Regions from separate parts of the Ovis aries genome. Here region 1 is linked to region 2. A link is a contact called in public Hi-C data. All regions are on one chromosome and are shown on one strand. Each heading gives the region's core, a stretch centred on a gene start, on an enhancer-like site or on the middle of the called end of the contact. The rest is flanking DNA. Distances are from core to core; before and after follow the strand shown. Region 1 overlaps SUGCT (succinyl-CoA:glutarate-CoA transferase). Region 2 holds the start of INHBA (inhibin subunit beta A).

The links. Hi-C and Micro-C count contacts between places; a contact is called where the count stands out from the background.
Region 1: a contact with region 2 is called in a Hi-C map of liver, with 5 times the contacts expected there. The contact joins two enhancer-like sites. A contact is called at or near these places in 6 of 16 Hi-C or Micro-C datasets (blood, hypothalamus, liver and 3 more).

The regions. Positions count from the first base shown.
Region 1 is chr4:82,527,879-82,535,534 of ARS-UI_Ramb_v3.0, reverse strand. All of the region lies in intron 6 of SUGCT (succinyl-CoA:glutarate-CoA transferase), which reads left to right. Among named protein-coding and RNA genes, the nearest start is that of SUGCT, 49 kb to the left of the region's middle. Within about 2 kb of position 4,009, at least 1 of the 54 cell types and tissues checked has an H3K27ac peak or open chromatin away from gene starts, as enhancers often do. A contact at or near this core is called in liver, where this site is marked.
Region 2 is chr4:80,955,225-80,963,055 of ARS-UI_Ramb_v3.0, reverse strand. INHBA (inhibin subunit beta A) reads right to left here and starts at 807. Exons shown (of 2, transcript NM_001009458.1): 1 at 420-807. The coding sequence starts at 807. Within about 2 kb of position 6,550, at least 1 of the 54 cell types and tissues checked has an H3K27ac peak or open chromatin away from gene starts, as enhancers often do. A contact at or near this core is called in liver, where this site is marked.

The DNA.
Region 1 (7,656 bases), core at 2,760-5,259, 1.6 Mb before region 2:
AAGGAGTGTCTTTTAATTTCATGGCTACAGTCACCATCTGCAGTGATTTTAGAGCCCAAGAAAATAAAGTCTGTTACTGTTTCCTTTGTTTCCCCATCTATTTGCCATGAAATGATGGGACCAGATGCCATGTTCTTCATTTTTTGAATGTTGAGCTTTAAGTCAACTTTTTCACTCTCTTCTTTCACTTTCATCAAGAGGCTCTTTAGTTCCTCTTTGCTTTCTGCCATAAGGGTAGTGTCATCTGCATATCTGAGGTTATTGATATTTCTCCCAGCAATCTTGATTCCAGCTTGTGCTTCATCCAGCCCTGCATTTCGCGTGATGTACTCTGCATATAAGTTAAATAAACACGGGACAATATACAGCTTTGACGTACTCCTTTCCCAATTTTGAATCAGTCTGTTGTTCCATGTCTGGTTCTAATTGTTGCTTCTTGACCTGCATACAGATTTCTCAGGAGGCAGGTAAGCTGGCCTGGTATTTCCATATCTTTCAGAATTTTCCACAGTTTGCTGTGTTCCACACAGTCAGTAGCTTTGGCGTAGTCAATAAAGTAGATGTTTTTCTGGAATTCTTTTGCTTTTTCTATGATCTAACAGATGTTGGCCATTTGATCTCTGGATGCTAGCACTTTGACAACATCAAGAATCAGCCATAAATATATATATATATATATCCCCTTCCTCTCGAACGTCCTGCTCCAACCCCCACTCCCCATTCCATCCCCAACTCTAGGTTGTCAGAGTTTTGCTTTGAGCCCCTTGTGCTAGACAGCAACTTCCAATTATCTATCCATTTTACATATGATAATATGTATGTTTCATTGCTACTCTCAATTCTTCCCACCCTCACCTTCCCCTGCTGTGTCCAAAGTCTATTTGTATATTTGCATCTCTATTCCTGGCCTGCAAATAGGGTCATCAGTACCATTTTTCTAGATTCCATATATATGTGTTAATTTATGATATTTATTTTTCTCTTTTTGACTTACTTTGAATTTGTTATAATATCGCTTCTGTTTTTATGTTTTGTTTTTTGGTTGTAAGGCATGTGAAATCTTAGCTCCCTGACCAGGGATCAAACCTGCACCCCTTTGCATCAGAAGGGAGAGTCTTAACCACTGGACCACTGGGGAAGTCCTTCCATAGTCATTTTAAAATTAACAATTTTTATCAGACATTTATAGTTTCAAAAGAAATAGTTCTATAAAATTTATAATCTCAAGTCAGAGAATTTGTTCCCAAGAACTTGGTAGATAAGTGGATTGATATGTGATTCATGCCTGAGATATTTAGAGAGCCAGTGGATGTCTGGAGCACTGTGGTTTGGAAAGTCACTGCTGTCCTGTGGATCAGGGTAAGAAAGAGGAAAACAGTGTTTGGTTGTTTAAGATCCTGTCCAAGAAGCAGAAGGAAGCTGGTGGTGCTGACGACACCTGGGGCAGAGGAAGGACTCACCAGTGATCACCTGGAAAAAAGATAGATTCAAATGTAAAGTGATCCCCACTGATGGGATAGGGGAGGTCTTTGAAGAACCCAGTAAAGTCCGCCATGTGACACGAAGACTTTCAACCTCTGCCAAGCCCACCATGATGGGACCAATAAAGCGAGACCTTCCTTGCTGAGCAGACCTCCTCTTCTCCTCACGCCCCTCTAGTTCTGGCCAACCATGGAGGCATTAGAAACTGTGCTGAGCAAATGGAGGAGCTACAGAGATTTGGATTCTGTTCCTGTTGGACACTGATGATTTGTCCCCAAGTGCTACTGATTTTCTTGAGAGTACTGTTGCCACATAGTAGATATTTACCAAATCAATATTAGTAGAATACTGTGTTATACTTATTTAATTTTAATTACAAAAATTATTAAAAATGAAATGCCTCTCCAGGTTCCTACTTTGGATTTGAGCACAGTGGTGAGTGTTCTTTTCATTCCTCAAGTTGAGTGTTAAGGCACTAGTTGGTGAGCAACTTTAATTAGCTTTCCTGACCTCTTTATAACCTTAGTCTAGTGTCTTAAGTGATGCTGTCAGTGTGGCCAGGATCATGGTGAAGGATAATAGTGTAATCTAGTATTCAAAGATTATCAAGCCTTTTCTTCAAACATCTTACCGAGTGGCCCAACAAAGATAAAGGTGAAATTGCTGAGATTCAGACAGGGCAAAGAGAGGAGGAAGGAGCCTTGCTCCCTATAGACTGGTTGAAATACTGGCTCTTCCATTTGCAACTTAGATGACTTTGGATAAGTTACTGAACCTCCCAGGTGCAGCTGCCTCATCTGCAAATTCTAGTGTTTATTGTAAGGATTAAATGAGATAATGTACGTGAATCGATTGGCATTTATGAAATATTGAGGAAGTGTTGGCTCTTCCTTCTTTGCTGCTGTTGCTTCCTCCTCCTCCTCTTCCTCTTCCTTTCTCAAATATGGGGGCAAGTTGAATGGTTTTCAGGTTCCTGTTAGAAATTATTACTATAGTCTATTATTCTATGGTTGTGGATATATAGATAGTTTCGCTTCATCTTTCTTTCTGCCTCTGTATATCTATCTGTGTTTCTATGTATCCATCTACCTACCTTCCTATCATCTTTCTATAATCTGTATCATCTGTCTAATCTACTTACAGTTTTTATGAAGCATATAAAAATAAGACAGGCATGTGATGTCTCTTTACTCCCGCATTTTTCGGTTTGTATTTTACAAACATCTAATAGTATTATGTAACCAGAGTATAATTAACCAAAATTAGGAAATTAACATTGAAGCAATATTACTATAATTCACAGACCTTATTGATAATTTGTCAGTTGTTTCAATAATGTCCTTTATAGCAAAAGAAAACCCAAATTACTCTGCATTGTATCTGATTGTCATGTCACAAAAAAAGAATATGTTGTTGGTGAGGGGTGGTGGGGGGAGGGGGAGCTATACTTTGAGACTGTGTAAATATTCTCATTTGCCCAGCCTGTCATCCACTATTTTTATCACACATTGATGATTCTTGCCTGAGCTTACTATTGTTAGGATGTTGTTAAATAGTGATTTTATAATTCCATCATTTCTTTATACTTATGAATTTCATGGGGTCACAAAGAGTCGGACACGACTGGGCGACTGAACTGAACTGGACTGAACTTACATTTATTATTTACATTTATGACTTTTTACTGTGAGGGTAGCTTTCCATTTCCTTTATTGATTTGTATCAATGTGGACTCATATATTCATATTTTATTCAATCAGTTACAGTCCTTTATTATCATGATTTATTTTTGATGTTCAAATTATCCATATTTGGCTAGTGGGAACAGTCTCAAAATATCCCCTGTATATTTTTTGATATGTCCTCGTTACACTTTGAGCACTTTCTTAATTTTTAGCACAAGATAATCAACATTTATTTACATTATCCCCCTGCCACCAACACCCTCCCAACCCCATCCCCCCACCACTGCTCCTGCACTACCCCTGACCACAGGCCTGATTTTAACTATTTTTCCAAGGAGCCCTGGTTCCATTGAGTGGAGAATGATATTTAAGAACCAAGATCTGAGCACTGGATTGTGGTCATAATTGCAAACTTTTAAAACCCATTAGTTTATTCTGCAAGTGATTATTTTAACCAGCGTTGTTACATGTTATACTGTTTTTTCCTGACTTCATGTTATTTATTTCTCTGCTTTCGGCCTTGGTGTTAACTATGTGTATTTGCTCACTCAGGAAGCATTGCTTCCTCACAAGTCTGCATTTTTGGGAAGACTTTAATTGTTCCCAACTTTAGGGAGTTCAAAGATAACTGGGTTTTGTTTGATATCTTTTTTACTTGGATTCCTTTTATTTTATTTTTTTTGTTTCATTGATCTCTATTAAATAAAGATGTAGACTGTGCTTAACTGAGTACTTTTCTCTTGGCAGTGGAACAAGGCTAAAGGTGACTCTTGTTAATTTGTTACTCACTTGAGCTATCCGTTTATCTGGGTTTGATTTGAGCTGATGTTTAGTCTCTGTAAAGAGGTCAGTACTGGACATTTTTGTGTTCTTTGCCTAAAATGTCCCTTCTGAGGCTGACGTAGTGCTGCTATTTGGAGTGTGGGAATCCAGCTATAGGGAATTGGTTTTATGTGAGAGCCTGGCTGCGCTTTTATTTTCTTTTCTCCTCATGTTTGATAAACTCATGTTTTATGTTTCAGTCATTTAAAATTTGATTTTTCTCCTGAAAATGAAAAGTATATAAAAATGGTAATTCTCTTTATTCTTTAGTAATTTTATGGGGCATCTGTCAGAATGTGAGCTGCCTTCCTCTTGTACAAAATATTGAGTCTTGGGATATAGATGCAACTCCTGCTAGTTTCTTTTGAATAGATTCCATGAAAATATATTCAAATTCTTAATCTGAGGGCAGATTCTTCAATTTATTTTCATTGTATCAGTGATTCTTAATAGTTTTTTTCCCCTCCCTATTTGAATAAGTCTTCTGAGATTTGGGGTAATTGTGTGTGTGTGTGTGTGTGTGTGTGTGTGTGTGTGTGTGTGTGTGTAACTTACATGATTGTGAGTGTAGTTAAAGTCATTTTTAACAGGATGTATTTGCATGATCATTAAAGCTTTTGCAATTGTAGACTTTATTTGGATGATAAAAATTTGAAGACTTTTTACTTCTTTTCCATTAAAAACATACTCTATATTGTAGGCAAGATAGTATCTTGACATTCAGTTACCCCTAACTCTTGTCTGTCCTATAAAAAACATTTGTTTTGATGGTTTATGTGAAGAATATCAGAGGCATGCATGAAATGGTATAAAATACAAAAATATGTATCAGTCAAGTGAGTGTTTATCAAGTTTCTATTGTTATATTATATTAGTGTTATATTATATTAGTGTTATATTAACTAGTTGGGGAAAGATGAAATCTATGTATAAGAAGCAATCATCAAAATATATTTATATATATTAGTACCATCAAATTGACTATCATAAAAGTGGTAATTCTATAGTAAAGACAGCTATCACTATCATCAGTAAAAACTTTTTTGCTTAGTATGCTTTTTTTCCTGCATTATAGTAATGCTGCTTAATTTACAAATTTATTTGCCTTTTCTGACTGGTAACATATACTTATTAGTATTTCAGATGTTTTAGTTGCTATACAATTAATCAACCAATTTTGCTGCCTCTCAGTGGTAGACATTAAGGGATCTAAATTTCATAGATTATTTGAAATTGAGGTAACAAACCGTATTAATCGAATTTTTGGTCTTTGAAAATGTATGAGCTGTTAATACTCATGGAAATATTTTGTAAAAGTGGTTACATAGTAATGAGTGTCAAGACTTCAATACCTATAGAATCAGAGAAAGTACTTCTGTGACCTTGGGTAAGGTATTTAATCTCTCAAAACCTCATTTTTCCAGGTAGCAATTCAAATAGGATGATACAATTTACCTCATGTGATTCTTCAAAGACGTAAATCAGATGACACGTACAAAGCACCATTACAGTCCCTGGAACATAGCAAGTATTCTGTACATGTTAACTGTTATCATTATTGTCACCATCCTAAATTGCCACTGTTGCTTTATGGAATCCTTGGTTAAGTATTAGTTTTGATTGGTTGGCATGTTTGCAGGGAAGTCTCTTGCTCTATTGAGATTTACAGGAATCTCAGTGGAATCCTGCTGAGGTTAGTTTTGTAATCTTGCATGTAGAAAGGTACATATCTTACAGTCAGAAATGCTGTATCATGACCTGAGGGAAAAAGAAAAGAAAAATCCACCAAAATGGTGTAACCATGAGAATCTAAATTGTTACTCATGTGACAGAAGGACAAACCCTATTAAGTGGAAGGTATAATTATGGGGAATCTTTGAAATTAATAGGAAGATTTCTTTTTAAATGACAATAGAAAAGTTGAGTGAAACGCAGAAGAATATAAAACTTTGGCCCATTTACGAAACGTCTCATTTAATTCTCACAGTGGAGGAAAAACGTATGAAAAGGAAGATGTCCAAAAAGCAAAGCACACAGGTTAATAAACAAAAACAAAAACATTGAGACTGGCTCTGGAGTTTTATCTCAGTAAATCCTATGAAGTTGAATTTAGAAAGTGGCTAAATAGAGTCTTCACACATCCTGTTTAGATGAAAGAAAACCAGACGGGGCAGGTGTGGAGGTGGTGCGGCTGCTGGGGTCATAGCGAGAACACGGGAACAAACTAGATGCCCATCGACAGAAGAATGGATAAAAAGGTTATGGTACACATGCACAATGGAATATTACTCAGCCATAAAAAGGAATGTATTTGAATCAGTACTAATGAGGTGGATGAACCTAAGGCTATTATACAGAGTGAAGTAGGTCAGAAAGAAAAGAGAAATATCATATCAGTTCAGTTCAGTTGCTCAGTTGTGTCTGACTCTCTGTGACCCCATGGACTGCAGCATGCCAGGACTCCCTGTCCATCTCCAACTCCCGGAGTTTACTTGAACTCATGTCCATTGAGTCGGCGATGCCATCCAACCATCTCATCCTCTGTCGTCGCCTTTTCCTTATGCCTTCAATCTTTACCAGAATCACAGTCTTTTCTAATGAGTCAGATCTTTGCATCAGGTGGCTAAAGTATTGGAGTTTCAGCTTCAACAACAGTCCTTCCAATGAACACTCAGTCCATCCTTTAGGATGGACTGGTTGGATATCTGTGCAGTCCAAGGGACTCTCAAGAGTCTTCTCCAACAAACAGTTCAAAAGCATCAATTCTTCGGTGCTCAGCTTTCTTTGTAGTCCGACTCTTACATCCATACATGACTACTGGAAAAACCATAGCTGTGACTAGATGGACCTTTGTTGGCAAAGTAATGTCTATGCTTTTTAATATGCTGTCTAGGTTGGTCATCACTTTTCTTCCAAGGAGCAAGCGTCTTTTAGTTTCTTGGCAGCAGTCACCATCTGCAGTGATTTTTGAGCCCCCCAAAATAAAGCCTGTCACTGTTTCCCCATCTATTTGCCATGAAGTGATGGTACTGGATGCAATGATCTTAGTTTTCTGAATGCTGAGTGTTAAGTCAACTTTTCACTCTCCTCTTTCACTTTCATCAAGAAACTCTTCAGTTCTTCTTTGCTTTCTATAACGGTGGTGTCATCTGCATATCTAAGGTTAATGATATTTCTCCCGGCAATCTTGATACCAGTTTGTGCTTCTTCTAGCCCAGCGTTTCTCATGATGTACTATTCTGCATATAAGTTAAACAAGCTGGGTGACAATATACAGCCTTCATGTACTCCTTTCCCGATTAGGAACCAGTCTGTTGTTCCATGTCCAGTTCTAACTGTAGCTTCCTGACCTGCATACAGATTTCTCAAGAGGCAGGTCAGGTGGTCTGATATTCCCATCTCTTTCAGAATTTTCCAGAGTTTGTTGTGGTCCACACAATGAAAGTCTTTGGCGTAGCCAATAAAGCAGAAGTAGATGTTTTTCTGGAACTCTTGCTTTTTCAATGATCCAGTGGATGTTGGCAATTTGATCTCTAGTTCCTCTGCCTGTCCTAAATCCAGCTGGGACATCTGGAAGTTCACGGTTCAGGTACTGTCGAAGTCTGGCTTGGAGAATTTAGAACATTACTTTACTAGCACGTGAGATGAGTGCAATTGTGCAGTAATT
Region 2 (7,831 bases), core at 5,301-7,800:
AAAACTTTAGATGGGGTACGGAAGCCTCCGGGCTTCCCCTCAGCACCAGAAAATGCCCCGACTTTCCTCTGGCTGCTCTGATCTAGTTCCCCGGGCAGGCAGGGCGAGGGAGCCTCTCTCTCAGACTGCCTTCCTGCTCCACATTGGGCCGAGAGCTTCCTCCGGGACGACCGGCTTAGTTGAGCAAGTGTAAGCTAGCCATCTCCTGCCAGGGCTCAGCCCAGGACCCCACCACCCCAGCTCTGGGAGGTCCTCTCCCCTGCTCCCCACCCCCCTACCCCCGCCGCGGTCCATCCGCTACCGTCTCCTAATAACTCATGACCTTCCCAGGCAGGGTGCAGCTGGAGGGCAAGAAGTTCCGCCGCCGAGGGCTGTCAGAGCAGTGTGCCCCCCACCCCCATCCCCGGGCAGGCACCCACCTGATTCCGCGAACGTGATGATCTCCGAGGTCTGCTCCATAAGCTCATTCATTTCTGCCCTCCGTCCGATGTCGTCCTCTATCTCCACGTACCCGTTCTCCCCCACTTTTCCCACATGAAGCTTTCTGATCGCGTTCAGAAGCGCCGCCTTGGGTACCGGCTGGGTGACATCGGGTCTCTTCTTCAAGTGCAGCATGTTTAAAATGTGCTTCTTGACGGCCTCCACCATCTCCGGCTGAGAGTTGGGTACATCCTTTGGGAGGGTGGCCAACGCACAGGACGGGCAGTCTGGGGCCGCGCTGTGCCCCTCGGATCCCGGGGTGGGGGAACTCCTCACTATAATCCAGCAACTCGCCAACAAAAATCCTCTCAGCCAGAGCAAGGGCATCCTGGCAGCAAAAGTTGTTGTGTTGCCCTTTTAAAAGGCTCTGCTTTTCCTCCCCCCTCACGCACAGGGTGTTTTTTTTTTTTTTCTTTCTTTTTGGTTTTTTTTTTTCTTTCTTTCTTTTTTTTTTTTTTTTCCTTTCTCCTCTTCAGTCAATTCTCTGGAACAAGAACAAAAAGTTTTCTGTGAAGTTTTGTTTGCAGGTTCCCTCTCTGAATGCAGTCAGTGCTGTAGGTTTGTGGCTGTCAGGGAGGAGAGTTCTGACTGTCTCCGAGTAAGAGAGAGGGAGGGAGGGAGGGAAGGAGGAAGGGAGGGAGAGACAGGGTGGGGGGGGGGGGAGACAGAGACAGAGAGAGGACGGGAGGGAAAGAGAGACAGGGAGAGAGAAGAGAGAGGGAGAGAAGGGGGAGAGGGAGGGAGGGAGAGAGGGAGAGAGAAAGAGAGAGGGGGAGAGAGAGAGGGAGACAGAGAGACAGAGCGATTGGCCCTAAGTGAGTGAGTGAATGGGAGAGGGAGGGAGTTTGTCTGTGAGTAAAGGCTGTGATTAGGAAGGGGAGGGACAGCTCTTTCTGACAGGCTGCCTGCCTTCTGCTCCCTTACACACACACCTCTCTTCAAATATCACCATTCTCTGGAGTTCTACTTTCCCTTCGGAAGGAAATTCTCCTGATTCGGTTCTACTACTTCTTCATTTCCCCCTCACTCTATTTCTTTCTCTGCCCAGGCCCCTTGCTTCACCTTCTTCCTCTTTTGGAGGGACGAGCAAAGCCCCAAGCAACGCCCTGTCTCCATCAACAGGGAGGACCAGACTGAAACAGCCTGCCCCAGTACCCCTCCACCCTGCCTGGCCACTGCCTGGAAGGTGAGGCTCAGGGTGCCCAGAGGTGGGCAGGCAGGTGGTGAAGGTCAAGAAGAGGGGCCACTGTGTCCCTGGGATCAGCTGACTGTTCTAGCCTGGAGGGAATCCTGCAGACCGTCCTTTCCCCCATTCATTCATATTTCAATGTTCAGGGCCATCAACACTGGCAGGCGATCAGAGGGGAGTGCAAACAGAACTTTTGTTTGGGGTCATATAATACACTCTACTTTTTCCAACTGCAAAAGGCAGCGGGGCATTGAAAGATCCACAGGCAGGCAGCAGGTTACACACTTGTGTCAAGTGAAGTGAGCTCTGTCCCGTCTTTAGCGGCCATCCTTCCTGCCCGGCACACACACTCACAGATGACAGCTCACCACCACTGGCTCTGTCTTCACAGGTAAAATGCAGAATTCTGCTGGCCTTTCCCACATTATTGTATACAAACAGTGAGCTCCTATGACTTGAATAACTGGTCCTAGCAGGGGAAGAATCTCTAAAATATACTGGTAAATAATTTTCTCTGTCATGGGGTAGTTTGTTCAGCCTGCCCCCTATCCGCATCCCGGACCAGTCAACAGACTGGCTTCTTTTTCTCTCAAAGGAACAGCACAGATGAAATCATCATGGATTTCAGTGTTCACAGAAAAAGAAAAATGTGAATTTTTAAACAATGCCTCTCTGAGTTTTTTTTTATTCTCCTCCCCCCGTCCCCCTCCTTTTTTTCATTTTTCTGTCTTATTGCTTTTATCTTGCAGAAGTATCTTTAAGAGGTCCATCTGTTAAAGCTTTCCTTCCCTCCCAGTTTCTTTCCCACACATAAGCAAGCCCTCTCAGTTTCTGTAGATACAGTCAGCTTATATCTGACACCTAGTGTGTTCAGAGCATTATAGTCAAGCAATGCACTTTGGTTGGGAAAAGTTAATAAATAACATTATTAGAAGCATAAGAATTGAGGGCGAGGGGAGGAGGGTGAGACCAGTGTGTTAAAATTACAGTTTGCACAGGTAACAAAGCTTTTCTGAATTGGTACCTCATCCCCATTTTCTAAAGCATCTGCCTGTGAGACTTTCTCTGTGACCAGCCACTTTTAGGATTTTTACCTCCAGGAACATCAGTTACCCTGCTATTACTGTTCAGATTTTGTCAACATTCCTTGAAGAGTCTAATTTTTTTCTAGTGGGGGATGGTGGAAGAGAATGGGGAAAGGGTGGCATTGGTGTTAATAACTGCTTAATAAAATATCTTTGAAACTGAAGATTTATAACATAATCTACCTATTTAGCATCCCATATGCAGTACCCAAAGCATTTTGCAGTCCAATTAAGTTTTACAAGAGAGGTTGAAATAGAACTCAAAGTTTAATGACTCCAAACAACTTGAGAGTCCCAATACCTGCATTTAGATACATGTAACTCATCATCAGGACCCTCTCTGTACGTGAGTTTGTGTGTACTCCCTGAATTTACTATTTGTGAATATAACTTAAAAATTAGTTTTCTCTTTGACACAAGTCCTTGCCTAGAGATGCTGAATTGGGTTGTAGAAACACATAATCTATCTGCATGCTCTACTGTTAAAAACACTATTCACTTGCTTGAACACATAAAAAGGTACAGATCACAATCTGCATGGAAGTGCCAAGAAGTTGTAAAAGTCCTGCTCACCATCCTGCCTAGGAATGTGGAAAGAGCTCAGAAGTTAAGTTAAAAAGCATTACCTTTCCGGTCCTCTCTTTCACCAGCAGACTCTTGTCTCATGTAGTAAGAGCTGTCCGGGTTCCTCTTCATGGTATTGGCACTGAGGAGTTTTATACTGTACTACTTATTTGTACAGTCACACATTGGTACCAGTCAAGCAGAGGAGGGCTGGGGCTTTGTTTGGGATTGGTTAAAATCAGCATGACATCAGCAGATGACTGGTTTTTCCAGTGTGAGACATATTTCATAACTCATTATCTAATGGAAAGCCTTTCTTGGCTTCAGTAACACTACTGGGCAATCAGTAAGCCAGTGAAATGTCTGACTGACTGGACTCCCCTTTAGAACAATCCTGGAATCCAACAACTCTGTCTCACTGAGGGTCCAACTTTCAACTTTTCTTTGACCGATTGAGCACACACTTCTTATATTCTGGCTCAGTTTTATATCTTCACATAAGCATCTGTTACTTCATGAGGTTGCCTCTATTTACAAAGTATTTTATTGTTTCTTACAGGGAAGAAAGTTCACAGTGCTCTTCCTAGAGATTCTGATTTTACTTTTTTAAATAAGATATTCCAGGGAGGAAAAAAATAAGAAAATACGTATACCTATATGGGATGATCACCTCTCCCCTGATTTACAGCATTATTTAACATCTTGAAAAACTTAATTTTTAAAAATAAGATGTTTTATTGAGAAAAAGCCAAGGGAAATATGTATCCCTATGGGATGATGTTCTTCCCTCTCCTGACTTACACTATTATTTTACATCTTGAAATTGAATACCTGCTTTATAAATCATTTATCATTGAGAACTTTGGAAATAGTCACTCTCTGCTAGTGAACTTTATAAGTATGCTTCCCAAGCCTTTAGAATCCCAATCTAACTAGAAGAAAAAGAATCTCCTACATGATTCTTCTTTATCAGAACTTCAAGTCCTATGATTTCTAAATTGTTACAAATACAACATGAGATTAAAGAAAAAAAGTGAACATTTCTTGAAACTGGAGTGAAGTTGGTCAGGGTGTTATGGGGGAGGGAGGAGACAGTGTTAGCTAGTCAGGGATAACACAGGAGGAAGGAATTCTCAGACAAGAATGCTGGTGAAGGGTTGTTAGAAGAAGCATAGCTGAAGCCTAAGTCGGGTATTCATGACAAGTTGAATAAAATGTGCAAAATTGGGAGCTAATGAAAGCCATATGACCAGATATGTTGTTTTGTATGCAGGATTTAACATGCATAAAATAAACTTTTCACTGTGCCCACAAGCAAAATATAGAGACTCTGGTCTCCTGATGTGCAGTTTAAGCAGGTTCCTTTAGGACACCAGAAGTTTGTCTCCAGGGGTCTGTCTTGGCTAAACACAGAGCACGTGTAGGTGCTGAACTGTGTATTGGGGTGGGGCAGTGTAGTCTGAGAATTGCATATTCAGAAATGAAGTAGGAAATAAAATGTTAGGTTGTAGAGAAACTGAAGGAATCTGAGAAGGAAAGATAGAAACAGGATCAGTGTTAGTTAACTCCAAAGCTGCCCATCAGGTTTGAACTGGATGGATCCAACCTCTCTATAAGAAAGGAACTTCCCCATCCTTTTTGGATGAGACCTAGGGGTTGGGGTGGGGGGGCATCTAAATTCACCCCTCTGCCCCACAGGAACCCTGGTGTCCTGGAAATAGCACCATGTTTATGAGTTTCGGGGCACGAATCAACCTGGATGAGACCCCAGTTCCACAGCTTACTAACCAGATAACCTCAGCCCTCAGTGTACTCATCTGTAAAGTGGGATCCACCTACTCTACTGCAGGATCAAGCACGTGCTCAGAAAATACTGAGTGATAAAAATTTCCTGGTGCCTCTCTCTGAACATATGTGTCACAGGAATATGCAGCACCCCTACCAGAGAAGCCACCCTCTCTCTCGGGTGATTCAGATCGCGTTGGCCACGGATGCCACCAAAGTGCCCACCTGCCTAGGTCAGCCCACCAGCTGTGATATCATTCTCCACCTGAATCCCCAACCTCAGAGCTGAGCCACGCGGGAAATGCCTCCTCACTGAGTGGAAATGAGGTGGAGGTGGTAGAGGAAGCAGGCAGGTTAAAATAACTTCTGTCGACTCTTGCGGATGGGGGAATGATCTTTTCCCTGCCGGACTCCAGGGCTCCGGGGAGTGGAGGAGCTGGTCCGCCCAGCTCCTGAGCAGCATCTCCAGTTCCTTCCTCGACTTGGTTTCTCTTTCACTTCCTGCCCCCTCCCCCCGCGCCCCAGTTCCCCCACCCCGGCCCTGCGGTCCCGCTGCTCGGCCTGCTACTGTACCTTGAGCAACACCTGCTGGCAGCTCCCGGGGATCACGCCGGATCGCGGCCGCTGCTCGAGCTCGGCTCGCGGGGCTGGAGTCTGGGCCAAGCCTTGCGCAGCGGCCGCCTCTATTTTTACCCGGAGCACCAGCAAGGGCAACTTCTTTTAAGAGCAGCTCTTGATTTTTCCCCCCTTTTGGCAGCTAGAGAATTCAGAGAGGGAGGGGGGAGGGAAATCACTGATCAGTAAGTGCAGCTGGGAATCTCTGAACCCAGTTATCACTGCCAAGACTGAAAGCCACGGCCAATGTCAGGGACCAGGAAGGGGACTTGCGGGCTGGCTCCCAGGCGGACAGAGGCGCGCGGGGAGCGCTCCCGCCCCGCCAGCTCTGTCCCCTTTCGGATCGCAGAGCCCGGTCCTCCCCGCCACTGCGCTGGCACGATGGCCGGCTGCCACCGCGCTTTTCACCTAGTGCAGGAGGCCTGATTTACTGACTCCTTCACAAAGCTCCTCGTCTCTTCGCTGGAGCCTTTTGCAGGGCTCTGTTCTCGCCTGGAGGAGCGGCCCCTGGAGAACCCGGTGGAGCAGCTTGCTTCGAGGAGCCGGGAGGGAAACTGTGGTACCTTATTTTACTGTAATTGCAAAAGGCGCGATGTGCCAGAGATCTATATTTAGAAGTTGTATGTTTCTACTTTTATGTAAATGGAGCAATTAGGGCCTGTCTTGCTGCTGCTAAACTCCAGGGCTTGTGCCTTGCTGGGAAAGCTGGTGTTTTCAATCACAATTAGTGAGCTGGTCAAAAAACCAAGTTCGTTTAAGGATAAGAGCTCAACGGTGCGAGCGAGGGAGAGACCAGAGTCCCTGTGCCATCCTGGGACCGCGGTGACACACACCTTGCGGCACGGCTAACCTATAGTGGAGTTTACCCGTGGCAGCAGCTGTCCCCGTGCAAAGTTGGCATAGATCAAGGAGCGAGAATGTTCATTTTCCTTCTCAAGCAAACCGTCTGTCCTTCGGCTTCCATCCATGCTATTAATTGGTCTCTTTGCTCACTACTCCTGGAACAAGGAGACAGGCCTAGAAAAGGGGACTGGTTTTTTTTCATGGCTCTGTTGTTTTAGCTGCTGCTCACGCTTTGGCTCTCCTGTTATTCTGTTTAAAAAAAAAAAAAAAAAAATCCCGCTAGGAGGCGTGAACGCCCCAAGCAGGTGACTGGGACCTTGTCATCTGATTCAGTCGAAATGGCACGAGGCTGGGGGGTTCACAGCACTGACTAGGCTGCTGACGATTCAGGGTGTTTTAGTTCCTTCCTATGAAAAATCTGTTCCCCCAAAAGCATGATTTCTGGTTCATCCCCCCGTCTGGGAGACCGAACAGAAAACGTGACTAGAGGGAGAAATCAATAAGATTCGAGGTGTTCTCAGCAGCTGACGTGTTATTCTGGGCTCCAGGCAGGAAAACCTTGCCTCCGTGGGGAGTGGTGACTCCCTCGAGAGGCAGTGCCTCTCCGGATCCAGAAAACGTGGGCGGGATCCAGAGTGGTATTTGCTGCCGGGAGATTTCCGGAGTCTCATCGAATGGTTTGGGTTGAATAGGGAACTGGCAATCCCTGCCTGTTTCCTGGACAGCCGGAGCTTGCCCATCTCTTGGGCGCTGGGTTAGGAAGAGAGATTTGGGACAAGGAAGAATGAGCATTTCACATTCTAAACTGAACTAGGAAGCTGTTTGCTGGTCAAATCAATGAATAAATACAACTTAATAGAGAGGAAGAGGGAAACATGAAAATTTCTCCAAGGGATGGATTAGTTTAGGATAAATAGATGCAAACTCTTGTTCTATAGAATGAATAAACAACAAGTTCCTACTGTATAGTATAGGGAACTATATTCAATATCCTGTGATAAACCATAATGGAAAAGAATATGAAAAAGGAGGCATATATATGTATAAATGTTTCATTGTGCTGTATAGTAGAAATTAACACATTGTCCATCAACTATACTTCAATAAAGTAAATTTTTAATAAAAAGTCCTCCAAAATTCACTAGAACACAACAGGATCAGAAATAGTTAATCTAAAACTCTTATTCCTAAGCATCCTGTTTTGTTTTTTTGTTTTTTGTTTTTTGTTTTTAAACCACCAGAATATCCCACAAGGCCTTGTCCTATGTGC